Linked DNA regions of Ovis aries: region 2 is linked to region 1. The links are chromatin contacts, called in public Hi-C maps. All regions are on one chromosome and are shown on one strand. The core of a region is the stretch at or near the end of the contact, and the rest is flanking DNA. Distances in the headings are between cores, read along the strand shown.

What was found. A called contact is a pair of places that touch in the nucleus more often than the background predicts.
Region 2: a Hi-C map of liver shows a contact between it and region 1, with 3 times the contacts expected there. The contact joins two enhancer-like sites. A contact is called at or near these places in 3 of 16 Hi-C or Micro-C datasets (blood and liver).

The regions. Positions count from the first base shown.
Region 1 is chr1:215,586,275-215,592,550 of ARS-UI_Ramb_v3.0, forward strand. No RefSeq gene overlaps it. Among named protein-coding and RNA genes, the nearest start is that of TRNAC-ACA, 86 kb to the left of the region's middle. Within about 2 kb of position 2,262, at least 12 of the 54 cell types and tissues checked have an H3K27ac peak or open chromatin away from gene starts, as enhancers often do. A contact at or near this core is called in liver, where this site is marked.
Region 2 is chr1:215,868,642-215,874,862 of ARS-UI_Ramb_v3.0, forward strand. FNDC3B (fibronectin type III domain containing 3B) reads right to left here. Exons shown (of 26, transcript XM_015092550.4): 16 at 5,718-5,789; 17 at 3,018-3,136; 18 at 1,074-1,179; 19 at 9-181. Among named protein-coding and RNA genes, the nearest start is that of GHSR, 140 kb to the left of the region's middle. Within about 2 kb of position 3,495, at least 3 of the 54 cell types and tissues checked have an H3K27ac peak or open chromatin away from gene starts, as enhancers often do. A contact at or near this core is called in liver, where this site is marked.

The sequences.
Region 1 (6,276 bases), core at 1,012-3,511:
TAATCATATACTCTGTTGACTTTAAGGTAATTATTTTTATTATATACTTTGAAATTTGCTCCTTATTATAAGAGGATTAACTCAGCTTGATCTTTTGCTGCTACCTTTTATCTTTAGATGAGGAGTGTTTCTTGTAACTCTGGTCTCTGTGAAGAAGTTTAGAGGAGATACAATTTATTTACAGTGCTGTAACTGGAATGGACAACTTTAGACTTAGGAAAGTGCAGTATCCTTTTCTCTTTACAGCTGTCTCCAAGGATGAAAAGAGGTGGGGGAAGTTACAAGTTTATTGACCATGTCTAACCTTTCATGCAAAGATGGGCTCAATAAGGACAGAAATGGTATGGACCTAACAGAAGCAGAAGATATTAAGAAGAGGTGGCAAGAATACACAGAAGAACTATACAAAAAAGATCTTCACGACCCAGATAATCATGATGATGTGATCGCTAATCTAGAGCCAGACATCTTGGAATGTGAAGTCAAGTGGGCCTTAGAAAGCATCACTACGAACAAAGCTAGTTGAGGTGATGGCATTCCAGTTGAGCTGTTTCAAATCCTGAAAGATGATGCCGTGAAAGTGCTGCACTCAATATGCCAGCAAATTGGGAAAACTCAGCAGTGGCCACAGGACTGGAAAAGGTCAATTTTCATTCCAATCCCAAAGAAAGGCAATGCAAAAAAATGCTCAAACTGCTGCACAATTGCACTCAACTCACATGCTAGTAAAGTAATGCTCAAAATTCTCCAAGCCAGGCTTCAGCAATACATGAACTGTGAACTCCCTGATGTTCAAGCTGGATTTAGAAAAGGCAGGGGAACCAGAGATCAAATTGCCAACATCCGCTGGATCATGGAAAAAGCAAGCAAGTTCCAGAAAAACATCTATTTCTGCTTTATTGACTATGCCAAAGCTTTTGACTGTGTGGATCACAAGAAACTGGAAAATTCTGAAAGAGATGGGAATACCAGACCACCTAACCTGCCTCTTGAGAAATCTGTATGCAGGTCAGGAGCAACAGTTAGAACTGGACATGGAACAACAGACTGGTTCCAAATAGGAAAAGGAGTACATCAAGGCTGTATGTTGTCACCCTGCTTATTTAACTTCTATGCAGAGTACATCATGAGAAGTGCTGGATTGGAAGAAACACAAGCTAGAATCAAGATTGCTGGGAGAAATATCAATAACCTCAGATATGCAGATGACACCACCCTTATGGCAGAAAGTGAAGAGGAGCTAAAAGCCTCTTGATGAAAGTGAAAGAGGAGAGCGAAAAAGTTGGCCTAAAGGTCAACATTCAGAAAACGAAGATCATGGCATCTGGTCCCATCACTTCATGGGAAATAGATGGGGAAACAGTGGAAACAGTGGCTGACTTTATTTTGGGGGGCTCCAAAATCACTGCAGATGGGGACTGCAGCCATGAAATTAAAAGACGCTTACTCCTTGGAAGAAAAGTTATGACCAACCTAGATAGTATATTCAAAAGCAGACACATTACTTTGCCGACTAAGGTCCCATCTAGTCAAGGCTGTGGTTTTTCTAGTGGTCATGTATGGATGTGAGAGTTGGACTGTGAAGAAGGCTGAGCACCGAAGAATTGATGCTTTTGAACTGTGGTGTTGGAGAAGACTCTTGAGAGTCCCTTGGACTGCAAGGAGATCCAACCAGTCCATTCTGAAGGAGATCAGCCCTGGGATTTCTTTGGAAGGAATAATGCTAAAGCTGAAGCTCCAGTACTTTGGCCACCTCATGCGAAGAGTTGACTCATTGGAAATGACTCTGATGCTGGGAGGGATTGGGGGCAGGAGGAGAAGGGGACGACAGAGGATGAGATGGCTGGATGGCATCACGGACTCGATGGACATGAGTCTGAGTGAACTCTGGGAGTTGGTGATGGACAGGGAGGCCTGGCATGCTGCGATTCATGAGGTCGCAAAGAGTCGGACACAACTGAGCGACTGAACTGAACTGAACCTCTAAGTAACACCTTCACTGAATACATGGCCTTCTATTGTGACATTTTTTTGAAGTCTCCCTCCTAGAAGGGTGCACACTATCTCTGCAAGAGGGAGGTATCAAGGTCACATTTCCACTTCCCCTGCCCCACCCTGAGGCTCAAGAAGGTTCTAGCATTTGAATTCTGTATCAGAAAGAAAACCAGCAAAAGGACATCTCAAAGTTCCTGTCCCACCCAGTGTACTATCCTGGGAAGCCAACAGAGGGCATAGATGCTGTGAAAGTCAACCCCGGAGTTGTTTTATTTCAAATAGCTTTGTCAGTTTTACTTTCTATTTCTTAATCTAAGTTCTCAGTTTCCATTCTTGTCAAGGGAAGGCATACACCAGGATTTATAAACCCTGTTTATCCCTTATTTCTCATAGAACTCTAGGCTCTACAGATCTGTAAGATTTATTCTAATAAGCCTGATCAGTGCACACTTCCTCCCCCTCTCACTATATCTTGTAGTGACACAAAGAAGCATCAGGGTCAAATTTGGTGCCCCCAAATTGCAGGGCGGGGCAAAATCACAAACCAACAGTTTTACACTTCAGCCTGTGAGAGGAAGCAGCAACTTGAAGTAAAAGCAAACTACCAGAAAATTCTAAATACACATTCTGAGCTCACCTACTTCTAAAACTAGTTTTTAAAAGTTATTATTCCTTTTCCCTTCTCTGTCATGTTTATAAGGATTTTCTCTCCATCCAGGGAAAGATTTTTTTTTTTAAGTTGAAAAGAAATGTGCAGTCTCATAAAATCTTGGACTCAGTTCAAAACTTATCTAAGAACTCCACCCTGTCCTTGGCAAAGTCCAGATTAACTTTCCAACAGTAGCCCACCAAGCTCCTCTGTCCATGGACTCCTCCAGGCAAGAACACTGGAGTGTGGGTAGCCATTTCTCTTTCCAGGGGATCTTCCCAACCCAGGGATCAAACCAGGGTCTCCTGCTCTGCAGGTGGATTACCATCTGAGTCACCAGGAAGTGGTTAATCAGGCAAGTAGTGTGTTAGCCACCAAGGGAGCAGTTTCTAGACGACTGTACCAGCTTAGCTGAATTTATGACCCACATGTTCTCTTTACCTGAGGAATAAAGTGTAAAGGGAAAATACTGTTCTCATCTAAAAGAACCATAAAATAGACAACCTATTTCTACAGCTTTCAGGATACATACATGTAAACTATATATATGTATATATATATATATATTCATTTACTATATACATGAATATATACCCTATGTAATATCTATCTATATCTTGATAACTAATTGCTAAAGTAATAATATTTATTTACCTCTGGAGAACTCAAAGTATAATTACTGCTCTTATTTTCCTGCCTGCATTGTCTTTGGTGGAGAAGGCAATGGCACCCCACTCCAGTACTCTTGCCTGGAAAATCACATGGACGAGGGAGCCTGATAGGCTGCAGTCCATGGGGTCGCTAGAGTCGGACACGACTGAGCGACTTCACTTTCACTTCTCACTTTCATGCATTGGAGAAGGAAATGGCAACCCATTCCAGTGTTCTTGCCTGGAGAATCCCAGGGACAGGGGAGCCTGGTGGGCTGCCATCCATGGGGTCACACAGAATCGAACACGACTGAAGTGACTTAGCAGCACTGTCTTTGGGAGGGAGGGAAGGCAGGACAAAGGGAGGGAAGAAGGGAGGAGAAATCAAAACTGAGATTTCTTAAAGGTCACTCAGGGAATTTGGCTGAGTTTGAACAGACAGGAACACCTGCCTGTTAGACTGACACTTGAGGGGAAACTTCCAACACACAGACTCATAAGTTGATTGCCTTAGGTGACTTAGTGTGGATTTGTCTGGGTTGAATTCTAGAATTTTCATAATTTTAAGGAGAAACAATGGATTATTTCTTGGTCTCTGCTGTGTTTATAACAAAATCAGCATGACAATCACGTCCTCAGGGACGTGGGGAGAAAGTTTTCTCGGGACTGAAACTCTGCTTCGGTGCACATCAGCATACGCACATTTTATAGCTCAGAACTGTGTTCCCATGGTGCCTAGATTTGGTGGACAGAAAAGGGAACCAAACAACCTATCTCTGGCCTCTGGACCCCTGCCCATCTTTCTACCAGGCGTCTTTACCTAGGAAAGGCAAAAGTTTTAAGAAAAGTTATTCGGTAGAGATTCCAGTGCTAAAGAAAAATCCACTGGGATATTTTGGACTGAAGCTTACTTTCCTTTCATACTATTGTGTGGCAAGAAGTTCATGAGTGAGACTGAGAAGCCTTACCAAAGGTGAATGAGAGAGAGGCAGCTGGACCTAGGAAAGGAATTGATTGACTAATTCTTCCCTCATTCTACCCTAGCAAGTGCAAAACAAAAGAAACAAACAAAACCAAATCCTTTTAACTGAATGCTTTGCCTGTCAAGATTTAGCTCATCCTGGGGCTTCCATGGTGGTCTAGTGGTTAAGAATCTGCCTGCCAATGCAGGGGCCATGGGTTTGTTCCCGGGTCAGGGACGCTCCCACATGCTGCAGAGCATCTAAGCCTGTGTGTCACAACTACTGAGCCTGGGTGCTGCAGCTACTGTAGCCCACATGCCTAGAGCCCGTGCTCCTCAACAAGAGAAGCCATCATGATGAGACACCTGCACACCACAGCTAGAGCGTAGCCCCTGCTCACTGCAACTAGGGGAAAGCCCAAGCACCGTCAAAGACTCAGCACAGTCCATAAAGAAATAAAATTGTTTTAAAAAAGAAAGAAAAGATGAAAAGACTTAAAAGAGATTTACTGTATCCTGCTTCATGAAAGAAAAAAAAGTCATAATAATAAGGAATTGACTCTGCATAGAAGCTGATGTTCTTAAACCCCCAGGGTCTTTCCAAAGAATTATCATTATTTCAAAGAAAAAAATGCATTGGAGAGAATAAATATCCATGCTTATATATTTAACTTGTAAAGATGAGGAATGTTTTCTTTAGAAAATGGCCCTACTGATTCTTTATAATGTTTTCATCTTATAGTAAACGCATTAAAGAGATATATCTCTTATGCTCAGACCTAAATCCTTTTCCCATATTTTCTCTTTTCTCTCTTCTTCCTTTTTCTGCTCTCCTTTTCTGATCTCTAGTCTCTCTAATTTTCTTTGGTTTTTGAAGATAGAATCAGGAAAAGAAGAGAAGGAAAAAAATTAGGTGTGTATTTACCACACTGCAAGACTTTACAAATGTATTTTTACCAGAGTAAACAAATAAGGAAAGAGATGAACCTAAGTGTACCCAGGTTAATTTGCCTTAAATATTCTCAGTTTAGTCTGAGAAGGATCAGTGTACTATAGATCCATATCCCAGAAGTAAATAAATGCCTGTAGCACTATCTCATGAATTCACTCACACTTCTTTTGAGTTTAAATAAAATAAGGTGCTTTCATGAGATGGCTTTTCCTTGCGTGTGTCTGGGTGTTTGGGTGGAGGAGTGACTGTAGGGATTTGTTTGAATGTGTACTTGTTTTTCCAGTTTTTGAGCTGATTTCCTAGAATTGTTTAGCTTTTCACTTTTGCTGTCTCTTACCTCAAATGACCTAAAGAGGCCTTTGGTTACTTGGGAAATAAACTTGCAGTTTCTCTTCTGGTAGCCTTTGTTGATCTTTATCTGTTCACTTCCACAGATCTTGATGACTTATGGTTCTGGAGTCAAAAGCTAAATCTGAGGGGTTCTGTCATATAGCAACAGGTTCTAGAGCTCCATCCTTTCTGTAAGTTTTCAGCATTAAACTTGGCAGTGGAAAACTATAGCCTGGTTTGGGGAAGACTGGTTCATCTCTTCCCCTTACACCATGTTCTGCATCATGGAATGGTTTCTACAGTGGGGTAATTGTCATCTCTGTCAATAAAAAGAGCCCCAAAAGTTGTGTTAGTAGCTGAGGAATCAGGCTCCTCCAGGTCTCAAACTTATATCCAACCCCTTTCCCCTTTCTTTGCTTCCTCTGACTTTAGTTTAATACAAAGAATCCAGCTTTTTAAATCTGCAAAGCTCAAGTCTGTCATTCAACCATATTGGATTTATAGTCATAGGAAAACGTTTCTTAGATAAGCTGTATTTCCTCCTTCTCTGCCTTTTAGACAGGCCACACTTGGTAGAAGCTTCTCACTCATATGATTTTACTTAAGTTTCCAGGTCATAGTCAACATACCCTAACATCCTGATGTCCCATCAAGCCACCTCCCCCCAAAATCAAAGCTTAGTACCAGGTTGTATACTATGACTTTATTTAAAAAAAAAAAATGGAGAAAATATTTGCAA
Region 2 (6,221 bases), core at 2,245-4,744, 280 kb after region 1:
GTACTCACCCCTCCGTCATTCAGAGCCCGCACCCTGAAGCGATACACAGTTCCTGGAAGCAGGTTACCCACGGTGCACTCAAGCTCCGGCCCATGGTACACCTCCGAAGCTACATCCTCCGGTTCTGTCATCTCCACGCTGTACTCCGAGACCTCACAGCCACTTTCAGAGGCAGGAACGTCTGCGAATGGAGAACGCTGTTCATCTTAGAACATTTTTATTATTTCTGGTTGGCCCTATCACACCTTACATTCTATGATGTTTGCAAAATATCATGTAGGTAGCCTGTCCTTGATATTTACAAAAGAACCCCCACTTCAAAAAGAGAAAGAGATACAAAAGAAAGTTTCTTAATGATGTTATCCATACTTTTCAAAGCAAGCACATTTAATGATATGAACAAAATGATTCCAAAACCATAGAACTTTTAGGCAATTCCTTTACATTCTAATGCAAGGTAAAGACAAGAATTAGAGGGGAGAAAAATCTTTTTAACCTGAAACCAAAGGACATATTAAATCAAGTTAGAGAACCCCAAACTGGCATAACATCTTAATTTAGATATTAAGTGATGGGGAACAATAGTCTAACAGAGTTCTGCAAGTTTATATTTGCAATTTTACATGCTGTGAATCATTAATATGACAGGAAATGCTAACATAGCTTGAGCTGAGACTGTAAAACACCAGGACCCACACACGACAGGGTGGTAAAGGTGAGGAGGATACATATGCTACCTAATGAAGAGTTTCTTGGTTTAACCTCTTTATTAAGCACAACTTTTATTTTATGAATAAAGTTGGGGAATTCCTGCTCTGAAACATTTTCTAGAACAGTACCCTCTGAGGGCAGGGGGTGAATAGCACCTGCGGCACCATCAGGAACAGGAGGATGGGCCATAGGGCTGGGCGTTCACAAACCCAAGCCCACGTACATTAAACAGAATGTGGACATTTTCAATAGACACAAATCTGGTTTTCAGAAGAAAGACCTGAAACTTAATTACAAAGCTGTAAGTCTTAAACTCAACCTCCAATTGTCCAAACTGGCGACGTGAAGATGTGGTCACTCACCCCACTCTAAGTGGACTTCTTTGTGCTTTGGTCTACCCAAAACCCTCGGTGGGCGACACTGACCTGGTGCAATGCTTAGTGTGCGAACGGGGAGACTTTCAGAACACTGCAGGAGAAACACCAAAGAGAACCGTCTCTTAGTTACTATGCATTTTTTAGAGCTCTACATACCAGGTAAATTCCACTCCATACCAGCACACGCTGCCAAGGAGGGGGTTACACATTGGATGTGTACACTTCTTACGCAGTAAGATCTTCGTCTCTAAGTGTGTAGTGCACGTGTATATTTGTGTATGTTTTGAGTATGGACATATGCATACGGCACTGGTAAAAATAATTATTTATGGTGTCAGATCTGCAGACTGACATTTTGACTGTTGTGTATCCCAAGCACACAGTTACCTCCCTTTAAACTAAAAATCAGACCCTTCCTGAGGACAGAGGAGAACACAAAACAACAGCTGGATGAGGTTTGTAAACAGTGCCATAAATGGCCCATCATCCACATACAGAGCAGAAAAGCAAATAAAGTCAGCTGAGTGTGACATTAACCAGCAGGTTCTGCTAACGTTAAAATCATCAGGGCTTCTTTTTTGCAGGGTCTGGTTGTGTAAGGCTGGTGGTATGGAAGCTGACACCTTTTTGAGATATGAGGAACATGGTAGAGACATACAGCTCAACCAACCTCATCCTCCTCGAGGAAATGCGGTACAGAGGAGATGTGTTTATACATTCAAGGGGCACCGCTGCCTCTGTGCAGACTTGTGCAGCACCTCACGGGTAAGAGAAGCTCACCAATCACCTGTGACTTTGAGGTCAACCTGGTTCACCCTCAGAGACACTGTATAAATGTCGTTGAGCTGGACCCTTTTTTTAAACCTGAGAATTCTGTCTAAATATACAGTCTAGACTTCACAATACTGCTATCCTTGGGGGAAAAAGAAAATAAACATATGACAGTGTCAGAGGTGGGTTGACTGGCAAAACTTGGCACCTACTGGCAGGTGTTCTCTTGAAAAGTCAACCCAGTACAGGGCTCTAAGCCATCTTCTGTGCACGCTCTCTCTCAGCACTACTGATTTCCAAACCACGATGCTAAATATCTCTATGATGAAAATGGTTTTTACCATATTTTTACCGTATCGCCTCTCACTCACTGTCTAAGCGTTCGTCATTTGGACAACGATCTCATTTCCTGAACACTTCATGTGTGCTTGTTTTGAGCGCATGAGAACACTGTGAAGTCGAAACCAAGTTTCCTGACATGTTGAACGGCTGGTCTAAGGCCATATAAATTGTAGACAATGGTGGTGGTCATTCTGTGATGTATAAAATATTAACTCACTGTGTTGGGACAGGAAACTTATATAATATTGTAAGACAATTATACTTCAATTTTTTAAAAAGGCAGACAACAAGAGAACTGGTACTACCTACAGATGTATAGGCTGGGCACTGCGCAATCTCAGGAGATGCAATTCAGCTCAGTTATCCTAGGTATATGTGGCTTTACAAGCATTTTCCAGCAGATGGCAGCAAAGTATCAAGAGGAAGGTGTGTCTCACATTCTTACAAAACTGCCAAAGTAACAGCAAAGCTGAGCTGGAGGTTGCATCTTTTTGCTCTAAAGTCTAAGCTTTTCTACCATTGTGATAACTGAGGTTCAGCCCCGTATTTGTTAGCCATTGCAAATTGCAGACCACCTTCAATTTTCAACTGTGATGTGGTCATGCCCAAGTCTTGGAAAGCAGCACAATTCAGTTGAGAATCATCTGGGTCTATCTTTCTATACCCTCTAAAGCACAATTCAGAAAACTCTGATGTGATACCATGGCAGGCTGTAGTACCAAGATTTATTTTTTAACAGAAATTTACTCTGATGTTACAGATAGGCTGTCTGAATTTGACCAAAGATGTTTACTTTTACACCAAAACAAAACCAACCTGACTGTGTCCACCAGTACTTATGCAGCATGCTCGGAGTTTGTACAAAGTGCCTGGTTTCAAGTGGGTGAAAGTGTACTCTGTAGCCGACCCACTGTAGGCCACTTCCCACTGACTCGCTGCAAAATAAGACCATGTGTGAGTTCATGCCTTTTGTAAAAATGTAATAGTACCAACCATTCCTGATAAGAAAAAGCTCTAAGTGGTTTCTGTGAAAACCAGCATCTCCTATTCTTTTCTTCTTTTTTAAACAGTCACAGGGCTCTCTTTCCATTTCCTTTACAAAATGAAATACTAAAATAACATGAAGGCATTTTTAATACTTAGCACTGCTGGTTATAATACTTAATATTACCATGATCACATTTGCTGAGTGTGGAGGTTTAGATGCTGGAAAGCACATGAAATCTGTAGTTGGCCCCGTAGCAGGAGATGGTATTGAGCAAGCTGGCAAGTGAGAAGCCAACTGGGGCCAGCTGGGCAGGGGGAAGCAGGCTCAGCCATAAGGTTCCTGGTCAGCCCAGGGCACCACTGAAGAGTTTCTCCTGGTTCTTATCTGCCTGGAGGTCACAGCAAGTAAACTACCCCGACCCCATCCCAGCCATATAGACCAAGTCCTTTGAGGAAAGGCCTGCTGTTTCCATGGAGCCCCACTTAAGACAAAAATACCGAAGACAGTGACTTTAAAGATGAAATACTCAGTATGACCCAGGTTATCTAACCACTTCTGGGGATTAAAGAAAGCAAGCAGGGCCACTGAGGGGATGGGGTGAGGCTGATGCCACCAGGCGAAGAGCATTGTGTGTGGGGGGTGGTGCTTCAACCACCTAGGACATTTATTACTCCTTGCTTTGCTCCCACTAACACTATGTTCCCAGCAGACTATTTGAAAGGAGCGTTTTACTCCATGCAATTGTTTTAGGGAAAATACTTTTACCCTCTTCCACAACAGTTACTTGGAGAAGGAAACGGCAATTCCTGGAGAATCCCATGGACAGAGGAGCCTGGTGGGCTACAGTCCATGGGGTTGCAAACATTCAGACATGACTGAGCGACATATATACACACACGATAGTTACTAACTTCCACAAATACTATCAGCTGCTTATTAGGCCAGATTTACAATAAAGTCCGGCGAAAGAAATGGCAACTCACTCCAGTACTCTTGCTTGGAAAATTCCATGGATGGAGGAGCCTGGCAGGCTACGGTCCATGGGGTTGCAAAGAGCTGGACACGACTGAGTGACTTCACTTTCTTTCTACAATGAAGTCACATGCACAAGGGCCATATAGGAACAAGGGGGAATAATAAAGATAGTCATTCTGACATAACTGATTAGATGACCTGCACTGCAAAGGCAACTAGGAACAAGGACTAGAGAGTAGACTGAATTAATCGCTGATGTCATGCGCTACCACACCGCTGACTTTACGTGCAGAATGGCATCTACTTTTAATCAGCCACAGTGGTCAAGAGAGCCACAAAACTTCAAAATATATTTAGTTTTTCACAATGAGACACTGAATATACATGACTTCTCTCAAAGGTCTGATTTTTAGCATAGAATATGATTTTACGTTAAGAACAGCTGTGCCCATCTCAGAGTATTATGAGTTTTTTTGGCTTAAAATAGGGTAGGGCCCAACTGATGTGAAAATAAAACATTCCAGGTGGCTATCATGGCACAGAATAAAAAGCAAGCCACACACCTGCACAGACTGTTTGTAAAAGTTGCTGTTAACTCTCCCCACCGTCCCCGCCATGTATATCACTTTAAAAAACAAAGTACTAGTTACAGGGATCATTAGAGTAGTGGTGAGGCAGGTGTCATTTTTATAGTTCTGAGGACTTCACTTTTTTCTATTAAAGCATAATAAATTTTATTAGAAGATCTAAGAATTTTTTATAAAACACTATGGAAGGAATCTGACTTCTAACACTGTCCCACTTTAGCTCACCTAGTGTAAGGAATAATTAAATAATTAAATAATCTGACTGAGAAATCACAACAAAAATGAAGACATTTCCTGAATTTGTTACAGTGTGTTATGCTTGTCAGCAGCCCACAACAATATGTTGTTATCCCCTGTGCACTGATTCACTCTTCCTGCTGATCGCTTCTGACACTTTCTCTGCTTATAAGAATTTCTACAGAAAGTATGCCAAGAGAGATGAAAAACATATTTATTCTATTAATGAGGACTTTTGGCTTAAAGAAGTGACAAAGATTTTAAAAAGCATGATAAAAATATACATATCAAGCAGACTGATCCCTGATGCTGTTTGAAAGAAAAAACTGTCAATACATGATTAAAATCCACTTACCGTAGTACCTCTATCAACAGAATAAATGATCGCTCACTATAATGGATCCCCACTCCAGTACTCTTGCCTGGAAAATCCTATGGACGGAGGAGCCTGGTGGGCTGCTGTCTATGGGGTCGCACAGAGTCGGACACGACTGAGCGACTTCACTTTCCCTTTTCATTTTCATGCATTGGAGAAGGAAATGGCAACCCACTCCCGTGTTCTTGTCTGGAGAATCCCAGGGACGGGGGAGCCTGGTGGGCTGCCGTCTATGGGGTTGCACAGAGTCGGACACGACTGAAGCGACTTAGCAGCAGCAGCAGCACTATTATTATACAGATGTTTATCTTATTAGAAAACGGGACTTGAATAAGAATTTCTACAAACTTCACCTTCAGAATTTCCATCAGTAATCTCCAGCAAGTACTTGAGTATTTCTGAACCACCATTGTCCTTTGGAGGATCTGGAAAGTAAGCAAATGTCTTATTAGTTATAAAAGCATACTGACTTTTGTTAGTAAACATTATTAGAACACACAGAACCATGTAACATTAGACTGTATAAATTCTGGATTCAACTAAAAGACACAAATAACATTTCACTCAACTCCTTACTTGAAAAACAAAAGAAACAAAAACACCACGAAATCTTCTGACTATGCAAAGTTTACAGAGCTAGAAATGCTGAAGAGTTAGCATTTAGCGAAATGTGAACAAAACTCGAAATATGACTTTATTTTTCTAAGAGTTATGCTCAAATATTTATTTTGAGAATTCTAAAGCCTGTTCTTCAATATTTGATGGTTTTTATATAAAACAAAATATTCATGTACCTCTTTTCAAAAATTATTTTATTCTTTATTTCACTTAAATCATCACGACCAATTCTTTTGTGA